Regions from separate parts of the Zea mays genome. Here regions 2 and 3 are each linked to region 1. Evidence: chromatin contacts called from public Hi-C data. All regions are on one chromosome and are shown on one strand. Each heading gives the region's core, a stretch centred on a gene start, on an enhancer-like site or on the middle of the called end of the contact. The rest is flanking DNA. Distances are from core to core; before and after follow the strand shown.

Region 1 (3,954 bases), core at 884-3,383:
CCTTCATGCGTATAAGTTTCTGATTGCATCTCCTCATCCCATGCCACTTTAGGACCCATTTCACTGAACACTGGGTGTGTATTTGCTTGCTGTGACATTCCAACAAACATCCATGGGGCATCAGGCACAACATCCTGCTTGCAATCGTTGGGCATCTGGTTCCCCACTCCATGAGCTAGCCGCTGCCAAAAACCAAGTGAATCACAGCCAAGTAGCACTTCTGCATCCCAGACCACCTCCTCAGCAGACATTTCATCGAACATTGGATAATCAAAACCTTCAGAGAATGGAACAATCACCGCCTCACTGCCGTCGTGAGGCATTTCATCGAGCACTGGAAAAGCCATACCTCTGTCACCCTGTCCATCAAGTCCCCACCAATGCCCTCCTTCTCCAGATCGTGGAATCGCCCAACCATTGTTCTTCGGCAGCTCCGCCCACGCCCTGTTCAGCGCCACTAGGAGGTTGTCGCCCTTGTCCTGCTTCTTCCACCTCTGCTCGAAGTTCTCCAGCACGTCCCATGCCGCGGGTTCCACCAAGCAGCAATGGATGTCGTTCCACAGCTCCCTCGGCCCGTTCTGTCTTCCGTCGCACGGGTCAATGCCGCCAAGGAAGTTCACGAGGTCCGGTGGCAACTCCAGCGCGCCGCCGCCAATCACCGTCTTCTGGTGGTGCGCGACCATGGTAGCCGTCTCGATGTCCTGCACTCCGGGGACGCCTTATGTCGAACAGGTGAAGAGCTTCCAGTCTTCCGCCGTCACTCGCCACTAATCACCGCCGCCAAGACCTCCCAAACTGATCGCCACACCGTCCACCACGAACGCCGATGAGGTGTTGTAGGACGTCGCGAACGGTCAGACAAGGAACTCTAGCGCCGCAAAAAATCGTGGCCGCCGGACAGGATCGCTGTCGAGAGAGCGCGACCGCACCGCACTGTCGAGGACTCGAAGCTTTGATACCAATTGTCACGTCCCGTGGCCGCCGTCGACGAGAAACGGGGCGTGAGACTCCAACAAACTCGCCTTGCCGCTTCTTCACGAGGAAGATGACTGGTGGTGTTCTGAATATTCTCTTTTCTCCCTTCCCCTGTCCTGACCTAACTGCTCCTTTTGTACATCTCGATTTGGGCCGTGTAGTGGGCTGCAATGGCACCACTTCAGACAAGTGGGTCGGATGTTACATACTCCTTGGCGTAGAAGGTGTTGAGGGAGCCCCGCTTGACGATCTTCTTCCTGCCCTTGGACAGGATGGGCTGCACCAGGCACACCAGCGACTCCCACTGGTTGCGGTTCAGTGAGTCCCCCACGAACATGAGGCGCTTCCCACGCATCGCCTCCATGAATCTCCGAGCGTCGAACCTGCTCAACCGATTGGGGGACCAGACCCATATAATAAAGACGCAATCACACAAGTGGGCATGGAAGACGCGAGCTCGCGATGAGGTAGCAGTAAATGGTGCAGATCTGGAGGAGGAGGACGTACGTGGGGAGGGAACACTCGTTGGGCTGCCATCTCCAGTACTGCCACATGTCGTCGGGGCGGCCGTTGGCGAGGCAGGAGACCTGCTTGGTGAGGAAGGTGCAGTCTTTCTCCCGGTACGCCGGAACGGAGACGTTGTCGAAGACCCATCGGCCGCGGGAGAGGTCGCAGGTGAGCGGGGGCAGCGCGAGGGGCGGCAGGCCGGAGACGTTGTAGAGGTCAGCGTCCGGGTAGAGGTAGTCGTCGATGGAGAGCTCGGCGATGGTGCGGGCGTCCTCGCCGTACATGACGAGCGCGAGGAGGAAGAAGGCGGCGGCGAGCGTGGTGACCGGGGAGCGGCGCGCCGAGGCGAGGAGGGAGCGCGCGGAGGCTGCGAGCGGGGCGAGGAAGGGGCGAGACGACGACTTGGGGGCCGACGAGGTGGTTGTGGTAGTGTTGGGGAGCGCGGGGTCGGAGGTGGAGATGGGCGGCGCCATGGCTGCGGCCGGAGACTGCTCTGCTGCTGGGGGAAGGTGCTGGATGCCGATGGTGGCGACTCCGCGGCAAGGGGACCGAGACGCGACGCGAGGCCAACAAGCCTAGTCCGATCCCGCGGCTGGTAAGGCTTGCTGTTAGTGTTAGGTCCGTCCGGCAACTGTCGGCGTCGGTCCGGCGTGTCAGTGTCTCGTTGCGCTGCCGGATAAGAGTACGCATTTCCAGGTCAACGAATTTTAAGATCGTCGTAACGATGAAAACAAGCATAAGGGGGAGTTTGGTTGCTCCTGCTAAAGTTTAGCTCGGGTCACATCAAGCATTTGACTTTTATATAGGAGTATGAAATATAGACCTAACCAACTGGACTAGATTCGTCTCGTCTTTTAATCTTCGGCTGACAAATTAGTTTTATAATCCGACTACATTTAATACCCGGAACGGAGGTTCAAACATTCGATGAGACAGGGGCTAAATTTTAGCGGGGTGTAACCAAACACCCCCTAAATCAAGCACGGAATAAATCAGATAAAAACAAGCGTACGGCATGCAGAGAGTAGCAATTCAAGGCTACTTGTTGAGCATCACTTTAAGCCGGCGGACGGTTCGACCGTGAGGCCGGACGGTCCATGGTCCAGACAGTCCGTGCCCGTGGACCGGACGGTCCGCGCGTGCGCAGAGCAGTTTAGGGTTTCGACTTTTGTGCTACGGTTGTTACCTAGATTTGCGGAAATAACTCAAAAATTAGTTTGCAAAGGGTCCAGCTCCCTCTATAAATAGAGAGGTATACAGCCGATTTGTGATTATCAATCGAATCAAAAACACTTTTATCTCGCATTTATTTCCTAGGAGTAGTTCTAGTCTAATTTAGCCTTCCGATCCCCAAATTCTTCGCTTCTCTTCGACTCTACATCGATTAGAGGAGTCTAGGTCGGTCTGCCCGAGCCTAGACAACTCCTAGGATCTCTCCTCCCTGACGGGGTCCCTCCCGGGAGCGAGATCCAGGAGCCGCCGACGATCTTCCGCCGCCCCTGCGCACGCGCGGATTGTCCGGCCCCAGGGCGCGGACCGTCCGGCCGTCAGGCAGGAACCCTAGCCTCGCACCAGGCCGCAGACCGTCCGGCACCTGCGCGCGGACCGTCCGCCCCTGTGCAGAGTGCACCGCCGTTGGTTCGTGTTGAGTGTTTGGCGCCCTAAAAAGGTGTCAACATACTTTTTTGGCAACTCCGCTGGGGACGGGGACAACACATCTAGACCCATCAAATCGGCCCTCAATGGCCGGTTCAAAAGATAGCTCTGAAGTCTCCCCCAGCAACATTATAGAGCCGACTTGGGAAACCTTGCCGGCCGACGAACAGCTCCAGTTCGAGGAGCATAAGGAGCATCTGATCCAGGAGGCAAAAGCAAAGTTCTTGGCAAACTTCAAAGTGGACAGGAACAACAAGGTCGTCCGACAACGGGCGATGGATCCGGCTTCGCTTTGACCCACACCAGATATCTCCAATGTAAGTAATACAAACAAGCTGCAATCTCTTAAGAATTATGTAGATGAGCAGCGAGAACAAATGCAAAATTTCATAGGGGGTATGCAAAACGACTATAGGAGACTAGCACGTGCATTTGATAAATCTAGCATTGCAAATTTTCCTTCACACGAGGTTGAGTTAGAAGGTAACACACGTAATACATCGGCTATAGGTTGTCACGACCAATCCCTTTATGGGATACCGATGGACACGTACCCTGAGCAACCGCAAATCGGCAGTAAATCAGTCAATCTGCACATGTCCGGACCGTCCGCCCGTGATCGCGGACCGTCCGGGCCAACCACAGTCGGGCCCATTTTTAATGAGTTACCGAGACATGCACCCGAGCCACCACATATGGCACAGAATCTGAACTACCCAGTCGGACCGTCCGCATACAACGACGGACGGTCCACGTATAATCACGGACGGTCCGGGCCAATGTCCGGACAGTCCGCGCATGACCTTTTTGAGGAGG
Region 2 (3,954 bases), core at 1,090-3,589, 150 kb before region 1:
CGAGAAAGCCTGCGTTTCGTTGGTTGGGTAGGGCAACGCTGAACACAGAAAATGGTGTCACAGTTGCTGTGCCCCCACCAGGGAAGATCGCATCAAAGAAAAGAGCGTTTGGAACAGAACTCACTAACATTGACATGCATAGAAGTAATCTAGATTCAAAAAATAAGAAGAAAGCAAAACTTGTACAGAGTAGTGGTGATGTCTTGACGAATTGCAAATTAGCTGTGCGTAGTCGGCTGGGGCAGGGTAAACAAAGTGGCTTTGTTTATGGTCCTTTCCACCCTTCTGGCGCAAGGAAACATGGACTTGATGGCGGCAATAAGCCTGGGCAAAGGGAGAGGGCTGAGGACTGGGAGAGCCTTTCTGCTTCATTTCGACCACAGTACCAGAACCAAGGTGGGTTCAGTACTTCAATCCTGTTTTGTTCCTTAGGACAAAACTATGGTTTTTCTACTTGAGCATCGGAAGTATGTGTATAGCATGTCTGTCTAGCTGTAGTTTTATATAATTAGGATTAAGCTAATTATATAACTATGGTCAAACAGGATTGGCATCTGATGGTCTTCAGATGGAATCACTCTGCCAATCCTGTTTAATCATGTAAGCTTTGGCAGCCCCTGTTGCAACTACAGCTAGAGAGACATGTCAGCTAGAAAGTCTGAAAATGAAATTTGACCTCAGGAGAACACTGCAACGCATCTCTAGCGTGACATCATTATCTTCTATTTAGAACCTAATATGATATTTGTTGAGTTTTTATAAGCTATTATGCAGGACACTTGACAATGCCCAATAGTTCATTATGATCATTTGACATTTATCATCACTTCTATGCAAACTCTTTTATTGGAAGTTTGGAGTAGGACTGGGATAATTGCAAGACATAAAATGTGCACAGCTATATGTTACACTAAAACATTTCCATTTTTCTGAATGCAGCACTCAGTGATCTATTTGTCCATTATGTCGACGCGTGGAAGACATGGTATTCTGAATTTGCTCAAGGCAGCAGCATCATGCAACAACACTTTGGTCATCCTGTTAACCATTTTTTGTAGGCAAATTTTAGGGCCAAGCATTGCAGTTCTTAGTGCATGCTTGTGTATTTTACCTGTACAATCTGTTAAAACGGAGGAAACAAAGACATGATTGAGCCTAGGGTTCATTGTATTTACTCAATGCAGGATGTTTCTAGGCTATTTCAGGTGGAACTATTAGAGAGGGATACCCCAGGAGTGTGAGGTGTTTCCCAATCTCTCTAATAGAAACATCATGATCATCTCACTTCTGTGGGTTCTCTATTGTTAATTGTTGTTTATGTGCTTACCTATGTGGATTCTAAAACTTCCTCTGTCACCGGCCATGCTGATGAAACATGTCATAATGAAGTATACCTTGTGTATGTCTATCACGACAAAAAAAAAGGATTGTATTCAAATTAAATTTCAGAAACAATCACTCAAATATTATTCATTATTTCCTTTTTGTTGTGGTCATAAAAGTCCCAGGCCTGGGCTGTATGGCCGTATTCTGATTGTGCAAAAACAGCTGGTCCAATTGTCTTGCCTTAATTTTATGCAGAAGATATTGGATCACAATTTATATGCATAAGATATTGCCTTAATTGGTGTATTTTGAGTAAATGAATCTGACTAAAACAGTAGTACATTGCTCTATCACAATCATGAGCTAAGATGCCCTGGCCCACCGAACGCTGTACAACGCTTCAAATGGATGGTTTGATCGAGACATGTTCCAAGTGATTGGCTCCTCTCCATTGCCTTTTGGTTCGTCCACCTAATATTTTTAATCAAATGTTCCCAGTTCCCTGACGTCATCGACAGGGACACTAAGGCCCTGTTTCAATCTCGCGAGATAAACTTTAGCAGCTTCTTTTTAGCTACTTTTAGCCGTTTATAATCTAAACAGGAGAGCTAATGGTGGTAATTGAAGCTAAACTTTAGCACTTCAATTCATATAGCTAAAGTTTAGCAGGAAGCTAAAGTTTATCCCGTGAGATTGAAACGGGGCCTAATATCCACCAACCCCATTCATGTGAGCTACAAAGCTGTTCTCTTGGCTACAATTTGATATCAAATTGATCTGGTTTGTCCCTTAGTACATTTCAGATCTTGGTGCAAATAAGAAAGTTCTGATCTACTTGCAGCTGCAGCCACTTGCGCTACTAATAATTTCTCAAGAGTGAAAAAAACCAAAGGTACACTGGCCTGCTTCGAACATTATGCTAACCAGGCAACACGTTTTATAATCGAGAAAGATCAGATACCATACGAAAATGGTATTTAAATGTCAATGAGATGCTCTTGCTCTCCAAATAAATTGTTGTCATTTGTTAAGCATATTGCAAATCTATTAGGACAATCGCGGTCTGCGCCGTCAGCCTGCCAAGCTCAGCGGGGCGGAGGCAGGCCAAACCAACCCACCTCCAACACAAGCGAATAAAAGTCTCGCGTCTATCTTCTTCCTTCCTTCCTTCCTACCAACCTCCCCTCCCTCCCCACGCCCACCGCCCCGCATCCACCCCGAAACCCTAGTGGATCGTCGCCATGGCCGCAGCCGCCCTCATTCGCCGCCTCCCCGCTGCCCGGGCCCAGGCCCCGGCATTCATGGCGGCGCGACCGATCTCCGACTCCACGGCAGCGTTCACCATCGAGACATCTGTCCCTTTCACCTCCCACCTCGTCGACCCACCCTCGCGTGATGTCACCACCACCCCCGCTGAGCTCGTCACCTTCTTCCGCGACATGTCCCTCATGCGCCGCATGGAGATCGCGGCCGACTCCCTCTACAAAGCCAAGCTTATCCGTGGGTTCTGCCACCTCTACGACGGCCAGGAGGCCGTCGCCGTCGGCATGGAGGCCGCCATCACCCGCTCCGATTCCATCATCACCGCCTACCGCGACCACTGTACCTACCTCGCCCGCGGAGGGGACCTCGTCTCCGCCTTCTCCGAGCTGATGGGCCGCGAGGCTGGGTGCTCCCGCGGGAAGGGCGGATCCATGCATTTCTACAAGAAGGACGCCAATTTCTACGGTGGGCACGGCATCGTAGGCGCTCAGGTGCCCCTCGGATGCGGCCTGGCCTTCGCTCAAAAGTACAAGAAGGAGGACACGGCCACGTTCGCGCTCTATGGTGACGGTGCGGCTAACCAGGGACAGCTCTTTGAGGCTCTCAACATTTCGGCCCTCTGGAAGCTGCCTGCCATATTGGTCTGCGAGAACAACCATTGTGAGTTCGTGCATCAATTCCGGGAATCGGGGTTGGATTGAGATAAATCTGATTACATTATGACAAATATAACGTGGTCTGGGTTTGATTCTTTTGTATAGATGGGATGGGAACAGCGGAGTGGAGGGCAGCAAAGAGCCCTGCCTACTACAAGCGTGGCGACTATGTGCCTGGATTGAAGGTAATTATTCTTTGTGTTTGCTCGTATAGTGTCTGAATTCACGATAGTTTAGGTTCTTGGTATGTTTGAATGTTTATGGTGGTTTTATATGTGGCCTTTGGCTCTATGTTATCTGTGTTGCACCCTTTAGTTGCTGAATAGGGTTTGTCCATTGATCAAAGCATACAGGCATACAATTGAGTGGGGATGGCATATAGAAACATCTTGTATTGATTTGAAATTATATAAGAATGATGTATGCATTTTCGGACCATCATGTTCCCCCGTATCGAGTTAACTCTAGATTTGACTTTTAAGGGGATAGGTTAAGCTTGGACTTCATGTTGGCATTACTTTTAGTGTGCCACAAACATAACTAAATTGTATTTTGTGCAGGTTGATGGAATGGATGTTCTTGCTGTGAAGCAAGCGTGCAAATTTGCAAAAGATCATGCTGTCGCAAATGGCCCAATTGTAAGTACTATGAATCTTTGCTGACTTCTGTTATTTGGATGTAGCCCATGTAGGATAACTACTATTAGGGC
Region 3 (3,954 bases), core at 870-3,369, 160 kb after region 1:
CACGCTAGTGGCAAACCCCACTAGTGTGTCAAAGGTGCACAACCTCGCCCCAGCTCCCCCCTTACTTGCCTAAGACCCGACGGGGCGGTGCGAGGCACAGAGGAACTTATACCCTAAAGTCCGAGAGAGAACCACCCGCGAGATCCCCGGCAATGGCGGTCGCTGTTCGTTTCATCGATTTTGTTATGATGACGCGGAGAAGCTGACACCTAGGGTCCACCCGCAAGAGTGTGCCCACGCAGTTGAGACCGGTGAGCGGGCCCACCCGACAGGGCCAGTGAGGGCAAGCTGGCGCACACGTAGGAAATAAAGAGGCTGACGTGTGGGGGCCACATGTTGGCGCCGGGGATCCCCAGTTGGGCCACGCGCGAGAGGTAATTGGGTCGAGGGAAGTGAATCCGGCTCGGCAGTCGGCAGCAGGTTTAGTCTTTCTCTTTTTTCTATTTTCAGTTTTGTTTTCTCCCTAATTCAAATCGTAATTCCAAATCAAATTCAATTTTCAAATTCGAAGAGACAAAATAAAAATTCTAGCATACCAATGCAAAAATATATATATATATTTGCTTATTTATTTACTTATTATTACTTCTCTTTAAGTATATGCTCCAAATTATATAATAAAGATAAACTTACTTATGGCTTATTTTAGGAAAAATATGATGAGTGGTAATTAATTCAAAAATGAATATTTGTTTCCTACTTACTTTGAGTGAGATATATGTACATATGATTATATTTATTTACCTTGGTTTACTCTATTCCGATAGGTGTTTGTATGCATGAAATTTAATAAGTATGAGATTTACCAAATAGGAGTATTTCATATAGGACATCTTACCACCATTTTTACTTAAGACTTCAATTTAAGTATATAACCAAAATTTTATATTTACCATTTCCTAAACATTAAGCTTTAGAGATGTTTCTTATTCCATCATGATACAGTTTTGCAGTGCTACAACTTAGTTCTTACTTCGAAAACAAAATTACTTATGAAATCTTTTGTTTCCCAAAGGGTGCTAGCAGCGCATATGCTTTTGGTTCGTCAACCTCCACCAAAAGTCAGGGGTATATGTTGAGCACCAGAGATGTCCTTGCGGATGGTCCGGCCCTGAGGTCGAACGGTCCGGGGTCCGGACTGTCTGTCGTAGTGGCGCGGACTGGTTCGGACTTTCTGTCGTAGCGGCGCAGACCGTCCACGCGTACGCAGAATCAGTTAGGGTTCTAGATTTCTTACAGGATTTGTTAGCTAAATCTATGGGATTAACTCGAGAACCGACTTATAACAGGTCCAAACCTCTCCCTTTATATAGATGAAGGGTACGACCGATTGAACCTCCACAATCGATCCAATCAACTCTACTTATCGTTTTTAGCTTATATATTAGGAGTATATCTAGTTTAGCCTCCCTCTACCTCAAATCTTCACCTTCGTCCGAACGTACGCAGAAGAGCAGACGCTGCTGCGCCCAGGTCGCGGACCGTCCAGCGCTATGCCGCGGACCGTCTACGCCTCCGCAGAGAGCACCATCAGGTCACTACCCGGAGAAGAACAAGATTAATAACAGCTTAATCGTCGGTTTCGTCGTTCCGCCGATACGTTCTCATTGCGATCAAGGTAGGTTGTTCCCAAGCGCGGGCATGCTAGCCATTGATAGTATGTAATACAAATTAGTGTCGACGCACTTTTTATCGACTCCACTGGAAAAGAAGAAAAATAAGAAGAGTAAGATTTTTTAGTGACATGTCGGATGATGAGGAAACGGAGGAGGATTCCTGAACATCAACCATCCTAAATCAATGGAAGAGCTTCATGATGATATATCTTCCTAATACTATAGTGGTGGAACCACCCCCCCTAGACATACTGATACTACTTTTCTTCCTTTCTTTTAAAAAAAGGAAAACTAATTTGTAGAAAGCAAGGCAAACTCCCAGATCATTATTTAAAAAGCCGCTGGTTGTTTTTGTTTTGTTTGACTGGAATGAAAAGGCCAAGCCGAGGTCGCCGTGGAAGAGTCCGAGGCGCGCAGCCCAACAAGATTGACCTTGAACTTGTCGACCCAGACCACCCAGGTGGAGGTGAGGCGTCCAAGACTCCAAGCAAAGCAAGCAACCTGACATTGCCAATTGCCATCACCATCTTGGCAGAAATCCTCCTCCAAGATGGTCGTTTTGGGCCAACAACGTACGACTCCTCCCACAGGGGGGCTGCTGCCGGAGAAATCCGTGCAGGAGCAGAACTCAGTCTCATCATCTTCCTCCACCCGACAGATGATTGGAGGAGGTATCCAGTGGTGGAGCAGGTCGCTGTGGGTCAAGTCCAGGGCGTGGATCCGGAACCCCATGAACATGGCCCTGTCCGTCTGGATCCTGGCCGTCGGCGTCTCGGGCGCCATCCTCTTCATGGTGATGACGGGGATGCTCAACCGCGTGCTGCCAAGCAAGCCGCGGAGGGACACGTGGTTCGAGGTGAACAACCAGATCCTGAACGCGCTCTTCACCCTCATGTGCCTGTACCAGCACCCGAGGAGGTTCTACCACCTGGCCCTCGTGTGCCGCTGGAAGGCCGGCGACATGCACCAGCTCCGCCAAGCGTACTGCAAGGACGGGGCCTGCAAGCCCAACGAGAGGAAGCACATGACGGCTGTCATCCTGCTGCTCCACCTCAACTGCTTTGCTCAGTACGCGCTCTGTGGCCTCAACCTTGGCTACCGGAGGCCCCGGCGTCCGGTGGTCGGTGTCGCCCTCACCGTAGCGGTCGCCATCTGCGCGCCGGCCGTCGCTGGGATGTACAACAACCTCAGTCCTCTCGGGAGAGACTACGAGGCGCCGGCGCCGGCGGAGGGGATGATAATAAGTGAGGAAGAGTCGCAGCTCCAGCGCAAAACGCCCGACACCGAGAGGCGCTACTCGTTGGTGCCACGGCAAGGACAAGGAGAAGAACCGCAGTGGGTCGGCGGGCTGTGGGAGGACCTGTGGGACGACATGTCGCTGGCGTACCTGTCGCTGTTCTGCAGCTGCTGCGTGTTCGGGTGGAACGCGAGCAGGCTCGGCTTGGGCAACATGTACGTCCACGTCGCCACCTTCGTGCTCCTGTGCCTGGCGCCCTTCTTCATCTTGGACCTGGCGGCCATCAACGTGGACGACGAGGCGGTCAGGGACGCGCTGGGGCTGGCCGGCATCTTCCTCTGCGTGTTCGGCCTGCTCTACGGCGGATTCTGGAGGATCCAGATGCGCAGGCGGTTCGGCCTCCCCGAGAACCGCGCCTGCTGCGGCAAGCCGGACCTCACCGACTGCCTACTGTGGCTCTGCTGCTACCCGTGCTCGCTAGCGCAGGAGGTCCGTACGGCAGACGCCTACGAGGTGGTGGTGGTGCTGGACACGCCGATGCATCGCCATCCGACTCTGCAGGAAGAGCTGGCCACGATGCAGGAGCCACCAGATGAAGAAGAAGGAGGCGGTGTCATCCCCCCTTCGACAGTGTCAGCTACACGCTCATAAGCAGTACCCAACATGTACAGGATGAGCAGTTTCAATTTCAACATCAGGTGGTCATTTCAATGTATCCATGCAGCCGCTGAATATCATCATTAAAAAAAGCAGCAAAAACAGCCTTCTCTAGTAAAGATCATCTTCGTCGTCATCGTCGTCTTCATCTCTGATGATGTTGCGTTCATCCCACAGCGGGCAGGAGCAGCTTGCTTTCTTATTCTTCCATTCTTTCCCACAGGTGTAGCAGAACTCATAGCCGCACCTGCAATGCAACAGAGGGCTTTTTAGCACTGGCACACATAGTAGTTATCATAAAGGAGAATGCCTGGCCTTACACGCAGATCATGTGGTAGCAGCCCTCCGCAAGCTCGATCATGTGCTTGCATTTCACGCATTGGCGCCACAGCCTCTGCCTTGCCAGGTTCTGCAGCTTGGCATCTCCTGGGTGAGCGAGGGGGT

What was found. Hi-C and Micro-C count contacts between places; a contact is called where the count stands out from the background.
Region 2: a contact with region 1 is called in a Hi-C map of root tip, with 3 times the contacts expected there. The contact joins the promoter of LOC732791 here to the promoter of LOC103654263 in region 1. A contact is called at or near these places in 8 of 25 Hi-C or Micro-C datasets (bundle sheath, ear, endosperm and 4 more).
Region 3: a Hi-C map of ear shows a contact between it and region 1, with 2.0 times the contacts expected there. The contact joins the promoter of LOC100276792 here to the promoter of LOC103654263 in region 1. A contact is called at or near these places in 3 of 25 Hi-C or Micro-C datasets (ear, leaf and tassel).

What each region holds. Positions count from the first base shown.
Region 1 is chr4:188,229,700-188,233,653 of Zm-B73-REFERENCE-NAM-5.0, forward strand. It overlaps LOC103654263 (protein trichome birefringence-like 28), which reads right to left and starts at 2,134. Exons shown (of 4, transcript XM_035967465.1): 1 at 1,483-2,134; 2 at 1-1,358. The coding sequence starts at 683.
Region 2 is chr4:188,074,983-188,078,936 of Zm-B73-REFERENCE-NAM-5.0, forward strand. LOC732791 (pyruvate dehydrogenase 1) reads left to right here and starts at 2,340. Exons shown (of 8, transcript NM_001308504.1): 1 at 2,340-3,249; 2 at 3,351-3,430; 3 at 3,806-3,883. The coding sequence starts at 2,568. It overlaps LOC100381405, which reads left to right. Exons shown (of 10, transcript NM_001320805.1): 9 at 1-396; 10 at 940-1,362. The coding sequence ends at 1,058.
Region 3 is chr4:188,388,919-188,392,872 of Zm-B73-REFERENCE-NAM-5.0, forward strand. It overlaps LOC100276792, which reads left to right and starts at 2,120. Exons shown (of 1, transcript NM_001150503.2): 1 at 2,120-3,645. The coding sequence starts at 2,167. The coding sequence ends at 3,504. LOC100191809 (putative RING zinc finger domain superfamily protein) reads right to left here. Exons shown (of 3, transcript NM_001137234.1): 2 at 3,831-3,954; 3 at 3,522-3,757. The coding sequence ends at 3,622.